Regions from separate parts of the Mus musculus genome. Here region 2 is linked to region 1. Evidence: chromatin contacts called from public promoter capture Hi-C data. All regions are on one chromosome and are shown on one strand. The core of a region is the stretch at or near the end of the contact, and the rest is flanking DNA. Distances in the headings are between cores, read along the strand shown. Region 1 holds the start of Ttpal (tocopherol (alpha) transfer protein-like). Region 2 holds the start of Gdap1l1 (ganglioside-induced differentiation-associated protein 1-like 1).

Evidence for each region. Promoter capture Hi-C pulls out the DNA fragments that hold promoters and counts their contacts.
Region 2: a contact with region 1 is called in a promoter capture Hi-C map of stem cell-derived epiblast-like cells, with 4 times the contacts expected there. The contact joins the promoter of Gdap1l1 here to the promoter of Ttpal in region 1. A contact is called at or near these places in 6 of 39 promoter capture datasets (the 3T3-L1 cell line, the HPC-7 cell line, embryonic stem cells and 3 more), 4 of 484 Hi-C or Micro-C datasets (CD4 T cells, the HPC-7 cell line, embryonic stem cells and 1 more), 1 of 115 datasets of contacts at active chromatin or transcription factors (pancreatic cancer cells) and 2 of 9 other capture datasets (adipose tissue and pancreatic islet).

What each region holds. Positions count from the first base shown.
Region 1 is chr2:163,598,902-163,604,793 of GRCm38.p6, reverse strand. It overlaps Ttpal (tocopherol (alpha) transfer protein-like), which reads right to left and starts at 2,480. Exons shown (of 5, transcript NM_181734.3): 1 at 2,380-2,480.
Region 2 is chr2:163,436,894-163,443,362 of GRCm38.p6, reverse strand. Gdap1l1 (ganglioside-induced differentiation-associated protein 1-like 1) reads right to left here and starts at 4,896. Exons shown (of 6, transcript NM_144891.2): 1 at 4,638-4,896. The coding sequence starts at 4,817.

The DNA.
Region 1 (5,892 bases), core at 1,231-3,730:
AGACATTTCTAACCATAATAGCCATTCCTTTATTATGAAGAAGGAGTGGGAGGTGGGATTAGGTTTGCAATTTTAAATAACGCAGTCAGGCAGCAAGGCTCCCGTAGGTTAACACTTGAGCAAAAATGAGAAGACAGGATATGCCAAACACATCCCATGGTCGGGTGAAGGTATCTGAAAATGCCTGGCTTTTCTGAGAAGCCAGACACCCAGTGTAGCCCAGTGAAGGAAGCAAGGTGAAAGTAGATGAATTCAGAGGCCTACTGGCGGGTAGTGGTCAGGACGCTGTAGGCCAGTGAGAACCTCAAATTTTTGTGCTGAGAGAGGAAAGGCAGAGCTGGTTTGACATGATCCGATTTCTACTCAAAAGGACCACTCGGTTGTCTCATGTATGCATGAGGGGTGTGGAATGGCGGGCCCACCTGAAGCCCCAGCCTGGCTGAGTTCAAACCATAGAAATGAACTTTCCAAAATCTACAAAACCCCTGTAAAAGTGGAGAGAACCGACTCAAGGCTGACCTCTGAGCTCCAGGTGTGTACCATGCCATGAGCACCTACACATCGCAGAAAGTACCAGTGAGAAGTAACTTTCATCTTAAACATGTACCGCAGGGAAGTGATGACCTAGAGCCGAGGTTCTCACCCTACCACTGTGACCCTTTAATACAGCTCATGTTGCGGTTACCCCAGCCATCAAAGTGTTTCGATTGCTACTTCATCATTTTGCTAGTTATGAATCACAATGTCAGCATCTGTATTTTCCAATGCTCTTTGTGAATCGCGACCCACAGGTTGGGAACCACTGGTGTAGAAAGTTCACCAATCCAGGTGAGAGGGGACAGTGTATGTGAACTGACTCCTGACTGTCTGAGCTGCTTGGGTGTGAGCTCTGTGGACTAGCACATCTCCCATTCTTGACATGTGTGTAGGTAATCAGTGTGTGATAGTCAGGTCTTGTGCATTAACCTGAATGTAGCACCTAAAAAGCTATAAGACATATAGGTCCCACATCATAAATATTTTATTTTAATGTACTTTTACAGAGGTGTGCTGAGCAAGGGATGGGACAATCTTGATCTCACGGGATCTGCCCTGGGCTGTTTCCATGGCAACTTGTTTCCAACAGGTAGGTGCCTAGAATCCTAATTCATTGCCTGAGATTGACCGCGGTGCCACAGACTATAGAACTAGCCCCAAAGGCCCTCTCCTTTCTCTCCTCCATTTACCAGGGAGGACAAACTAATAATCCACATTCTTAGACTATCTCACACATCTGACACTCTCTGCATGAAGGCTTCTCTCCATGTTAGCTGCCAAGGCCCAACTGCGATGGGATCTAGTCTGTAAATCCCCGCTCCATCCCCCCCCCCCCCCGCCCCCTTCCTCAGGGTGAGTTCCTCCAGGTTTCTACAGCCCTGGGTTCCTATTCGTCTTTAGAAACTTTTACTTAGTGTCACAGGTGTCTACAAGGAACTCTTCTGGGTCAGTTCCCACCCAGTCATTTATCAAAGAATTACTGATGGCCTCCTGTACCTGTCAGGCACTGTGCTGACAGATGCTAGGGACACAGCAGAAAACAATAACGCCTTGCCTCGTGCGGTTTACATCATGGACTGATGCAAAGAGGTCCTACAGGCTGAGGGTTCTGCTTTGAATCAAGCTCCCCATTGTACATCTGTTTCTTTATTTCTTCCTGGGCATTTGTTGCTGGAGATAAACCCCAGGGCCTTGCACATGCAAGGCACCACTCTCCCACTGAACTACACTGTCGGCTCCACATTTCATCTTCACAATAACTGAGCGTGCTGATTATCGTCAGTTGCCACTTTACAAAGGAGGGAACTGACCTCCTACAATGTGAATCATCACTACAGGCCAGAGAACTTGCCTGTGGAGTCACCACAAGACCCAGTGCCGGCTCGCGACAGCACTCCGTCAACATCAGGGGAAGTACGGCAAGCCCTGTCCAGTGAGGCAGAGCGAAGAAGGGTCAAGCCCCACCCTGGTCTCATCATCTCTATCTTCCACCTGCAGCTTCCTGCTGTATCCCCAAGGGCTCAGCAGTGGCTGTCAGCCTCGACAACGACGTGATGGACAGGAAATAAAGCCTGACACCCTCCCCACCTGGAGCCATCTCTCTCTCCGGGGCATCCCCTCTCGTCCACAACAACAGGAGGCAGGAAGCCATCTCTCTCGGAGCCCCAGAGACCTGCGAGCCGCTGACAGCGTCCCAAGGCCCCTACTTCCGGTCTTCGCCCCCTCCCCAGGTGTCCCCATTTCCTGGGGTCTCCCGCCCCTCTGGCCCACTTCCGGCGATCTCGCCCTCTCCGGTCCCTATCTCTGGCCCCTCGGCGCACACCCGGGCTCGTGGGCACTCACCAGCCCGGCGGCGGGCGGAGCGCGGGTCACGGCGGCAGGAGCCTCGGCTGGCAGCGCGCGCAGAACAGACCCGCACTCCCCGGCCGGCCGGCCCGGCCCTCGCGCCGGAAGTGACGCTCGAGCCGCGTGTAGGCGGCGCCCATCCGGGAATGCGCATGAGTGAACTTTGTAGTGCTGACTTGGGGCTTGACACCACCTGGTGGCCCCGGCTGTGCAGCTGAGTTGGGTTTCGGGTGGGGAAACTGAGGCCTCGGGGAGGGAAGCTGGAACACACTGCCATATGCCTAGTGTTCTACATCATTTTCTCATTAAATTGTCTTTTTATTTATTTATTTTCATTTTATATATATATATATATTTTTTTTTTTCAATCCCCCTGCCTGCTGTGACCTCTAGAGAAGCGGCAAATCAATGCAGAAACCAGCTTCAGACCTAGACCTCAGGCTTATCATTTGCAGAACTACTCTGTCCTCAGCTGATGTCTGGACTGGCTGCCTGTGTCAGTATGCCATCAGCTGAGCCGCTTTGGCCAAGTGCACTAGCCTCTTCGCCTCTATTTCTTCGTGAATAACGATTCTTGCCCTGGACCCCGACTCAGAAACTACTTGTTTCCTGCTCTGGGGCTCACAATGTTGTCTCGAGACAGCAGTAGTTTGAAAAGGAGTTTATTAACTCCACATCTGACCCATTTACTAGCCTCACCACACATACCCATGGTTTGTGCAACTGTAATTTCGAGGCAAATCTCTTTTAGGTAGAATAAGGACAACAGACCATTTCTAGAGAGAAATTTCGTCGGTCTAAGAAAATGTCATATTCAAAGGGATAACCTTAAGTCCCTCATCCTTTCCCTACCTTATGAATAAGTGGAGTCCTAGAGTGGTGGGAAGTGACCTTCAAGGACATAAGGACACAATGGATTTTGCCAGATGTCAAACTAAATATGTGAGAGGGGTTCGAGGTACCCTGGGAATTCTGAGTTATGTTTATCTGTTTTGTTTGTTTTTAATAGAGGGTGCCTTTGTAGACCAGCTGGCCCCCAACTCATGACTCTTGCGCCTTGTCTTCTGAGACAGTGAGTGTGTGCCGCCACCCCAGGTTACAAGTCATGAGACTTGCAGTCCTCCCTTCTCTCCAGTCACCAGCTTCTAGGCTGCCAAATAAAATATAGAACTCTCAGTTAAATTTGAATTTCAGATAAACAAAGGTCTATTTTTAAGACTAGGTTCCTTATGTAACATTTGGGACACATACTTTAGAAATGTTTGTTTCTCAGAAACTCACATTTAAATAGGTGTCCTGTCCCCCGTCCGCGCCCCCCCCCCGCCCAAATCTAAGTGTTAGTTTCCTGTTCCATTTATAACAAATTACTACATAGTGACTTCAAATAACACAAATGTATTTTGTTGCTTTGCTAAAGACACCGGGGAGCTGGGAAGGCTGCTGTCTCTCTGGGTACTGGTTCTCTTTTCCAACTTGCAGAAGCTACTGAGCTACTGGTATTATTTGGTCCATGGTCTTCCCCACATCACTCCGACATCTTGCTTCTGTTGTCACAACGGCAACTGACTGAGTCCTGAATACCCCCTCTGTGTTCTCTCTCCCTCTCTCTCTTTCTCTCTCTCTTTCTCTCTCTCTTTGTGTGTGTGTGTGAGTGAGAGAGAGAGAGAGAGAGAGAGAGAGAGAGAACTTGATGTAATCTAGGCTGACTTCAAGTCCACAATCCTTCTGTGTCACATTTGGAAGTCCTGGAATCATAAGTGTGAATGCTCATGTCTCTTACAAAAGTCATGTTCAAATATTTGAGAAATTTGGGCATCGTGATGCACGCCTTTAACCTCAGCTGCGTTTGAGGTCAGCTGGCCAGTCAGGACCATGAGTAAGACCCTGTTTCAAAGATTTGTTTTTGAGACACTTACTCAGGTTGGTCTTGAACTTTCAGTTCTCCCACTTCAGCCTCTTGAGTAGAAAAGATCAGGAGACACGTCACCTCCAGCTTCCTGCCTCTCACTTATAAGAATGTTTACAGTTACATTGGGCCCATTATTGGGAGAACCTGGAATAGTCTCACCATCTGAAGATCCTTAAGCACACCTATAACATCTCTTTGACCCCATGAGATATTTACAAATTACAGAGGCTAAGATGAGGACATCTCAGGGGACAGGACATGATTCATCCACCGAAATCTACTAATCTTAATTCAAATTATATGACGTTGGCCAATCTATTCAGGCTCCCAAACATCTGGATCCCTGGGCTGGTTAGTGTTATCTGTCAAATTCATAGGCTCTAGAATCACCCGTGAAGTGGATATCTGGGTATGTCTATAGGAATTTGCCTTAACTGTGGCTCACTGAATAGGGAAGACTAGCTGGGATCATTCCCTGGTTGGGATCCTGGACTGTGGAGAAAGGCAGCTAAGCAGCAGCCTTTGTTCACTTCTCTCACTAAGCTTCCTGACTGGAACACAATATGACTGGCTACCTTAAGTGCTGCTTTTCATGATGGCCTCTGTACCCTGAATTGTGAGCCTGAATAAACTCTTCCTCCTTCCTGTGTGTGTGTATGTGTGTGTGTGTGTTTGTGACAGGAGCTCTGGCTATCCTGGAACTCACTACATAGACCGGGATAGCCTAGAACTCACAGAGACCCACTTCTCTCTTCCTCTCAAATGCCAGAATTAAAGGTGTGAGCCACCACTGCTGGCCACCAACTCTTCCCTTCTTAAGTGGCTTTGTCAGGAATAGAAAGGTAACTAACATAGTCTTCAGAAGCAAAAACAAAACAAAAAAGCTGATTAAATGAGCTCATAAGACAAAAATAACTTTTCTCAAGCTGCACAAATAGTAGGAGGCTTCTGGAGCAAAGCTTTAGCCCTGCTGGCCCAGGTGTTGAGATTAAACCTCTCTTCCAGATGAACAGTTTACCGGTGGCCCTGGCAGCCCAGCCTGCACTTCTAGATGCTGACAGTAGGGGGAGATGAGCTTGGTGAGGATGGTCAGCCTTCCTGAGTGAAAGTTTAGAGATGGCAGAAGGGTGTCAGACAAACAAAACAGGAGAGTTTTCTCATGTTGAGCAGCTGTAGACAATGAGGCACTAGGCTCATATCATATAATATATCTAAATATACATGTATATATGTAACATATACCCATATATGTATATATCCTTCTGTATATGTTTATATATAATATATATGTGATATATAATATATATGATATATATGTGATATATATCTATATAGATATATATCCTTATAATGCTTATACTGAAAACAATGGGAGAGATGGTCTTTACAGAATAGGACATTCCAATTCAGAAAGGATCCGAGATGAGAGTCAAGTCCAAATGTCAGTGTAGTCGCAAATTTTACTTCATTCTAGAGACTATACCACGCTTGTCTCTTTGGTTTCAGAGGTTGAAAGACAGGCTTGGATCAAGGAAGGGCCAGAAGCTGTCCACGTTTACAATTAAATAGGTGAGCAGAGACTTGAGTTTCTGTATTGTTGC
Region 2 (6,469 bases), core at 3,647-6,146, 160 kb after region 1:
AACAGCTACTGGTTTATTGAAGCAGATACTTTTTTTCTCTAGCCCAGGCTAACCTCCCCTTCCCTATAAAGCCAAGAGTGACCTTGAAATCTCACCCTCAGCCTCTGTCTCCCTAGTGCTGGGGTTACAGGTGTGTGCCACTACGCCTGGCTTATCAAACACCAATGGCTTATGAACACATCACTTTTTAGTACATGTTCATTGTGAACCTACAAGCCAGGCCTTGCTCTCACTGCTAGTGCTGGAGGCTCTGTGGTGAACGTAACAGACCCCATTCTGCTATTGCTGATGCTCTAGGCAGGACAGATAAAGGTAAAATGTTAAGGCAATAGGGCCACAGTACCAGAGTCTTACGGAGACAGGGACACAGCTTTGAACAGGATGGTACATCAGGCAGACCTATGAGGATGTAACATCTCAACACAACTCTAACAAGGGGACGGAGAGATCCATGTGAGGACATGGGCAGGGAGTTTCAGGGGAAGAGCATCCGCTGCAGAGGCATAAAGCAGAGTCATAGGGAGATGTCTGAAGCATCAGGAGGCCAGGACAGGTGGGTGAGGACCAGGAATGGAGTATAAGGATTATGTACTATGATTTAATGAAGATTCCCAGACTCAGGCAGGGAGCCATGTGCAAATAAATTCAGGGAGTCCGTGAGTGAGGGCAGGGATGACATGTTCCTTTAGTGACAGAAGTTCCCTGACTGTTATCCCTTCTTTAAGGACGTGGGCAGACAGGTCGGGTGTGGGTGTGGCTTGACAGTTGTTGCAGTTACTCAAAGTATGTGTATACTCACTGGGACTTGAAGAGGACCTGCCTCCAGACTGTGTCAGATAGTGGGCTGGTGCAGAAAGACACGTCATTACATGGAGTGGTGGTATTAAAAATATTCCCATAGATGACCTTGAAAACAACTGGGTCCTTTTCTGCTCTAATTACCCTACCATGGGACGTTATTCAACTGAAAACAGTGTGCTGAGAAGGATCCATGGCTATCTGTGACTGCATCCTGACTCCCAATCATGTTAGGTGCCTTTGGGCCATTGCGAGGATCCTGCTGAACACACAGTAGGTCAGGCTGGTAGGAAGTGCCCAGGAGTTTGAAAGACGAGATAGTTATCCTTTCAGCTCTTGCATGGAATCAGGAGTACTGGTCCCTGGCAGGACCCAGACCTAAGGCTTTTAACTTTGGGGGCTGAAGGCTGGTACAGGGCTCCTCGCAGGCACAGCTGGGACAGGGGAAGGGTCCAAGAGGATGGGGCGAAGGAACCTCTACTCAGATATGTTTCAGGGTGCCAGGATAGCCTGAGACCACTCTCATAGAAATAGCAAGATCATCACCAGGCCACTCTTACATCCGTCTACTGTCCCAAGTGATGTACAGACAGCCTTATGTGAACTAAAGCATACACTCCCTACAGATACTCTGGGATGTGGTACCAGTACCTGTGAATACCCCAACACTGTCACTATCCAAACTTTACAAGAGGAAACAAGCCTAGAGACTATGCATGACCTGGCAAAGCTAGCCAGTAGCAAGTAGCTTAGTTCTGTAAAAAAAAAAAAAAAAAAACCCAAAAAAAAAAACAAAAAACAAAAAAACAAAAAACAAAAAACAAAACAAAAAAAACAAGCTAAAACAAAACAAAATAAACAAACAACCTAGCAGATATAAGGGGGATGGGGAGTGGTGTGTGGGTGTGTGTGTGTGTGTATCTGTGTGTGTATATATAATGTAGAGGACACTGGGATAGGAAAGGCTATTCATTCTGTATGGGGAAGGAGGGATGCTGGCAGGTGGTAGCTGATATATTTTCCTATTGAGGAAACTGAGGTTCAGAGAAGGCCATGGACATATGGGAGCCATACTCATATTCCCAGTAAGCAGTCTTAGCTTCTTCCCAGCCCTGTGGCCTCTGACCACCACCCAGGACAGTGCCTGAGCACTCCGTCAGTGCGCAGTTGTGTAATCAATCAGGAGCTCCATCCATGACCGTGCATGGCATCACTCAGTCCTCACACCCTCAGGTTGAGTTACTAGTGTTGCCCACAAAAGACCAAACAAGGTGAAACCTAGAGAGGTTATGATATCCACAGGGTCTGAGAGGGACAAGGACTGAATGTGTCTCATGTCACAACTGGTGTCTTCATGGCAGTCAGCAATCACAGAGTCCTTGGCACATGCCATGTACTTTCTAGGCAATGCTCAGGAGTTCACATACTGCCTTTACCCCCCAGTTTATCAAATGCATCACTGAGACACAAGAGGCAAAGTAATGTGTGTATATAGTCCTGCTAGTCAGGGGCAGCCCAGCTGGCTAGGCCCAGAGTCTAGACTTTGGGCTCATACATGATCTTGCTGCCCTTAGGATCTACTACAGTCCCCAGTGCCCACAGGGATTGCCATCACTCTCTAAGGTAGGACATTTCTGCAAGTAAGAGCTCAGATACAATCAAGGAGGGGCTTCCCAGAGATTCTGCAGCAAGCTTGGCCTAAGGGCCAAAGGGGAAGATGGAATGCACCCACTGTGTTCCTACTGCACACTAGGCTCTTAACACACACCAGTGTTCTGGAAATCCCCCAGGCAATCTGCAGAGCCCAGAGAAAAGCAAGGCCCTGTTTGCAGGTGAGGATTGAGTCATAGACAGGTGAAGTGACTTGCCCAGAGTCACTCAGAGGATAAACAGCCAAGAGGATATGAACCCAGCCAAATGATTGTCAAACCCATCCTCCTATTCCTGTGTGCTGCTTTCAGGCTGTGTGACTGTACCCTGGTGGAGGAGGCACGAGGATGCCTAGCTAGCTTGAGAGACACTTAGCCTAAAGGAGTGCTGCTGTGAGTAGTCCCTTCCCTAACTCCAGCCCACCTATGCCCCACGCTCAGGCTGAATCGTGAATCTTCCCTGAGAGAGGAGCAGGAGAGTCTCTAGAGGGACAGCAGGGGGATGCCTCCCACTACCACATATTGTATCCCAGTCATCGAGGTCTGCTTCCAGAAGGTTTGCATTGGGAGAGTTCTGGGAACTGGAGGTCAGTCTGACCCATCTTCAAATCCCCAGTGTCGTGTACAACCCAGGACACACTCAGCAAGCAAGTAGGTGCTTGGTAAGCACATGAAAATGCATGGACAGGTCTCAGAGTGACCTTGGCTAGCTTCGACTCTTCTTTATCTAGCAATTTTTATTTTGATGCTGAGATTTGAGTCCAGAGCCTCGTTCACGTTAAGCACAAGCTCTGCTACTGAGCTGATCCCTGTTCCACCCCCTAACACTTTAACAAATCCTCACACCCTTATCAACAGACCCTCCATCCCTTACCAGGCATCAACAGCAACACTCTCTCTACACAATTTCACATCATCCTCACGGTAGCTCCCCTGCAGAAGTGACAATGTTTATTCCACTTTACAGATCAGAGCGCTTAGCCTTTGGAGAGGTAAACCGAGGCATCCAAAGCTTCATAGTGGGCCAGCGAAGAAGATGGTTCTCCCACTGGGCTCTCCCTGGCTAATCTCAGACTCAAGGACTCTAAATTGGGAGACCAAAGAGTGATAGGTAGCCCAACTTTCTCAGTATCACCTAGGTGGGCCTCTAGACTAACAGCCATCTGGGGCAGATTCTGGCAGGCTGTGTCTTAGCCAGGATCATGAAGTGATTTCAAGGCACAGTGGGGTGTGAGTAGAGCCAGCCTGGAGTACTGTTGTGTCACCCCTTAAACAGCCCCTCCAGAAACTCTACTGAGGGGTTCAAGTTCCTGGTGGCTATTATTACCTCTATCACTATCCCATTTTTCAGGTTATAAAACTTAACCTGGACCAAAACACAAATCCAAGTCTTTGTTTTCCCAAGCATTTATCTTCAGCAATACTTGCCGGCCCCCATGTGTAAAATGAAGGCATGGGACAGGGCGGTGGGGAGCTGGGGTAGTCAGGTAACAAACAGCTATGCCTTAGAACGAGTTCTGGGCTCTGGCCATGGTGCTGAACCCACTGGCTACAGACAGGACTGCTACCCAGGCAGGGTGGGAGACTGAGTCCCTTAGAACCACCAGGTATTGGGCGCAGAGCCTAATCTCACTCCTACAAAGCGGAAACCCCGGTGACAGTACTAAGGTGTACTTTCAACTGCCCCTACCCTAGAAAGGAGGGGAGTGTTCTAAGTGGTCTAAGGAGCCAAAGCCGGTCTGTGCCTTTAAGAGCAAAACAAATCTGATGGGCAAGCCAGCTGCTCTGAGGGGATGGGTTAACTCCTTCCTTCTCAGCTCTTGAGAAAGGGTGACGGCGGGAGGAAAGACTTCCTAAGTCCCTGACTGAAGAAGACCCCTGCTAGAACGAGGGCCTCAGAGCTGTGGCCCGAGAGTGTCTGGAACAGTGGATGGGATGAAAGCTGGCCTAAAGTGAGGCTTCCTCTGCTCAGCCCCATCAGGCCGCTTGCCGGCAGGGCAGGTCTGTCCCCGGCCTTTGTCTCTCTGTTCAGGTGTCCCCAGGAGGAAACGAGGCCTAAGGAGATGCTCCTGGCATTGGGGCAGGGCTCTGCGGCCCCTCAGGACAGTTCCCTCCGGGGACCCCCGGTGCTACCTGCCTCTCTCTCCGGTCCCCTCCCAGTCGCCTGTCCGCACCCCGCGCCCGCTCTACCTTCTGCGAGCTGAAGGACTGGGTCCAGTGGTACAGAACCAGGCTCTCCTTGGGCCAATGGGCGGGGCTGGATGCCTCGGGCGCGTCGGGGGTCTCCACCGGCTTGGCTGCATCGCTCTCCAGTGCCGAGATGGGCCACCAGCTGCAGTTGGTGGGGGTCAGGTTGTTGGGGGTCGCCATGACAGCCCGCGATCCGAGGAAGGAGGAAGGAGGCGGCTCGGCAGCGGCTCGCTGGCGCCCAGCATCACATGGCCTCTTCGAGCCTGCCCCTCTTCCTCCTCCCCCTCCCCGCGATGTCATTACTCACTGGGTGCAGGAGGAGGGGCAAGGGGATCCCGGGGCTCTTTCCTCCTCCTCCCAGCTGGAGGTCCTCCCTGAGGGCCCTAGGGAGGGAAGGTTGCAGAAACCCGGGCCAAGCCCCCCAGAGCGCTCACAGTTGGTCAGTCACCTGCCAAAGACTTCACCATAATTACGCATTTGTGCCTCTCAATCTTGCGGAAACACTTCTTAGTTTAGATAAATGGCAGTATAGAGGTCTGTTAACCCTTTTTCACAAGTAGTGTCTGGAGATAGCTTTATTTGAAACTCCATTTTCTGATGTTCCCCTTCCTAAAGGGTTTCCAACAGCAGAAGGGGATGAATTGTAATTTGTTAACCACATCGGCACTTTCTCTCTGCCCAGGCACAGGCACTAAGGGCTTTCCAGCGGTCTACCCCTTTGGCCTGATTTACAGAGGAAGAAAGGGAGGCTCAGAGGAGAAGTGACCTTGCTCAAGGTCATAGAGCTGCTAACTGGTGGAGCTGAGATTCAAACTCAAGGCTGGCTTCATACAGGACGGGACTGGCTCGTGATTCAGCAGTCCTGCAAGCAGCAACTCAAGCTCTTTAAAGGAATCATGTGTCTTAGCTATGTAGACATGACTTTCCCAGGTGAGGAGGGGTACCATTGGTGGGATCCTAGGTGACACCATTACCCTAGGATATGTAGCCAGGTAGGAGTCTGTAGACAGCCCTTGTGCCTCTCCTGTAGGAGATTTTAAATGTTCTTTGGAACTTAGGTAAGGTTACCTAAGCATACCCATGCTTCCCCTGGAAAATATTTTATTAGATATTTATTTATTTGTATGTGTATGGGTGTTTTTGTCTGCATGAATATGTCTGGGTGCCAGATGCATGTCTAGTGCCCTCGGAGGCCAGAAGAGGTGTCAGATCCCCTGGAATTGGAGTTACAGTTGTTAGACACCATGTGGATTTGAACACCAGTCCTCTGGAAGAACAGCCAGTGTTCTTAATAGCTGAGCCACCTCTTCAGTCCCAGAATATGAATGTTATTAATGTCATAATTTACCTTTGAGAAGTGGACCCCGAGATAGTAGTTGAAAAATACAGTTGCTGGCCCCTAAAGAGTGGGAGAAGTTATAAGAAATATATCCTTGGGCAATGTCTGCAAACGTCACAGAATGTACTTATGTAGGCCAATTTTACTAAGAACCCCTGTCTCGTGAGCCCGTTTGTCGAACCCTGCTCTTATGAGTTAGTGTAACTGGGAGAGCAGGCCTCACTGTTTGCTGTTTCGGAGTCCTGGACACTTCACCTCACAGACAGTGTTGAAGACGTGGCTGGTCTTTTTTTTATTTTTATTTTTATTTTTATTTTTATTTTTATTTATTTATTTTTTTCTTCTACTAAAGTAAGCGAACTTCTGTGGAACTTTTTCTTTCCTTTATGCCATGGCTGCCAGGAGCCTGGAGCTGCATTTTTTTCTGAGTCTCATTGTTTAATTGGTCTCCCCAGGTTTTTTATTAGATCGCTTTCCACGAACCAGGCTGAAT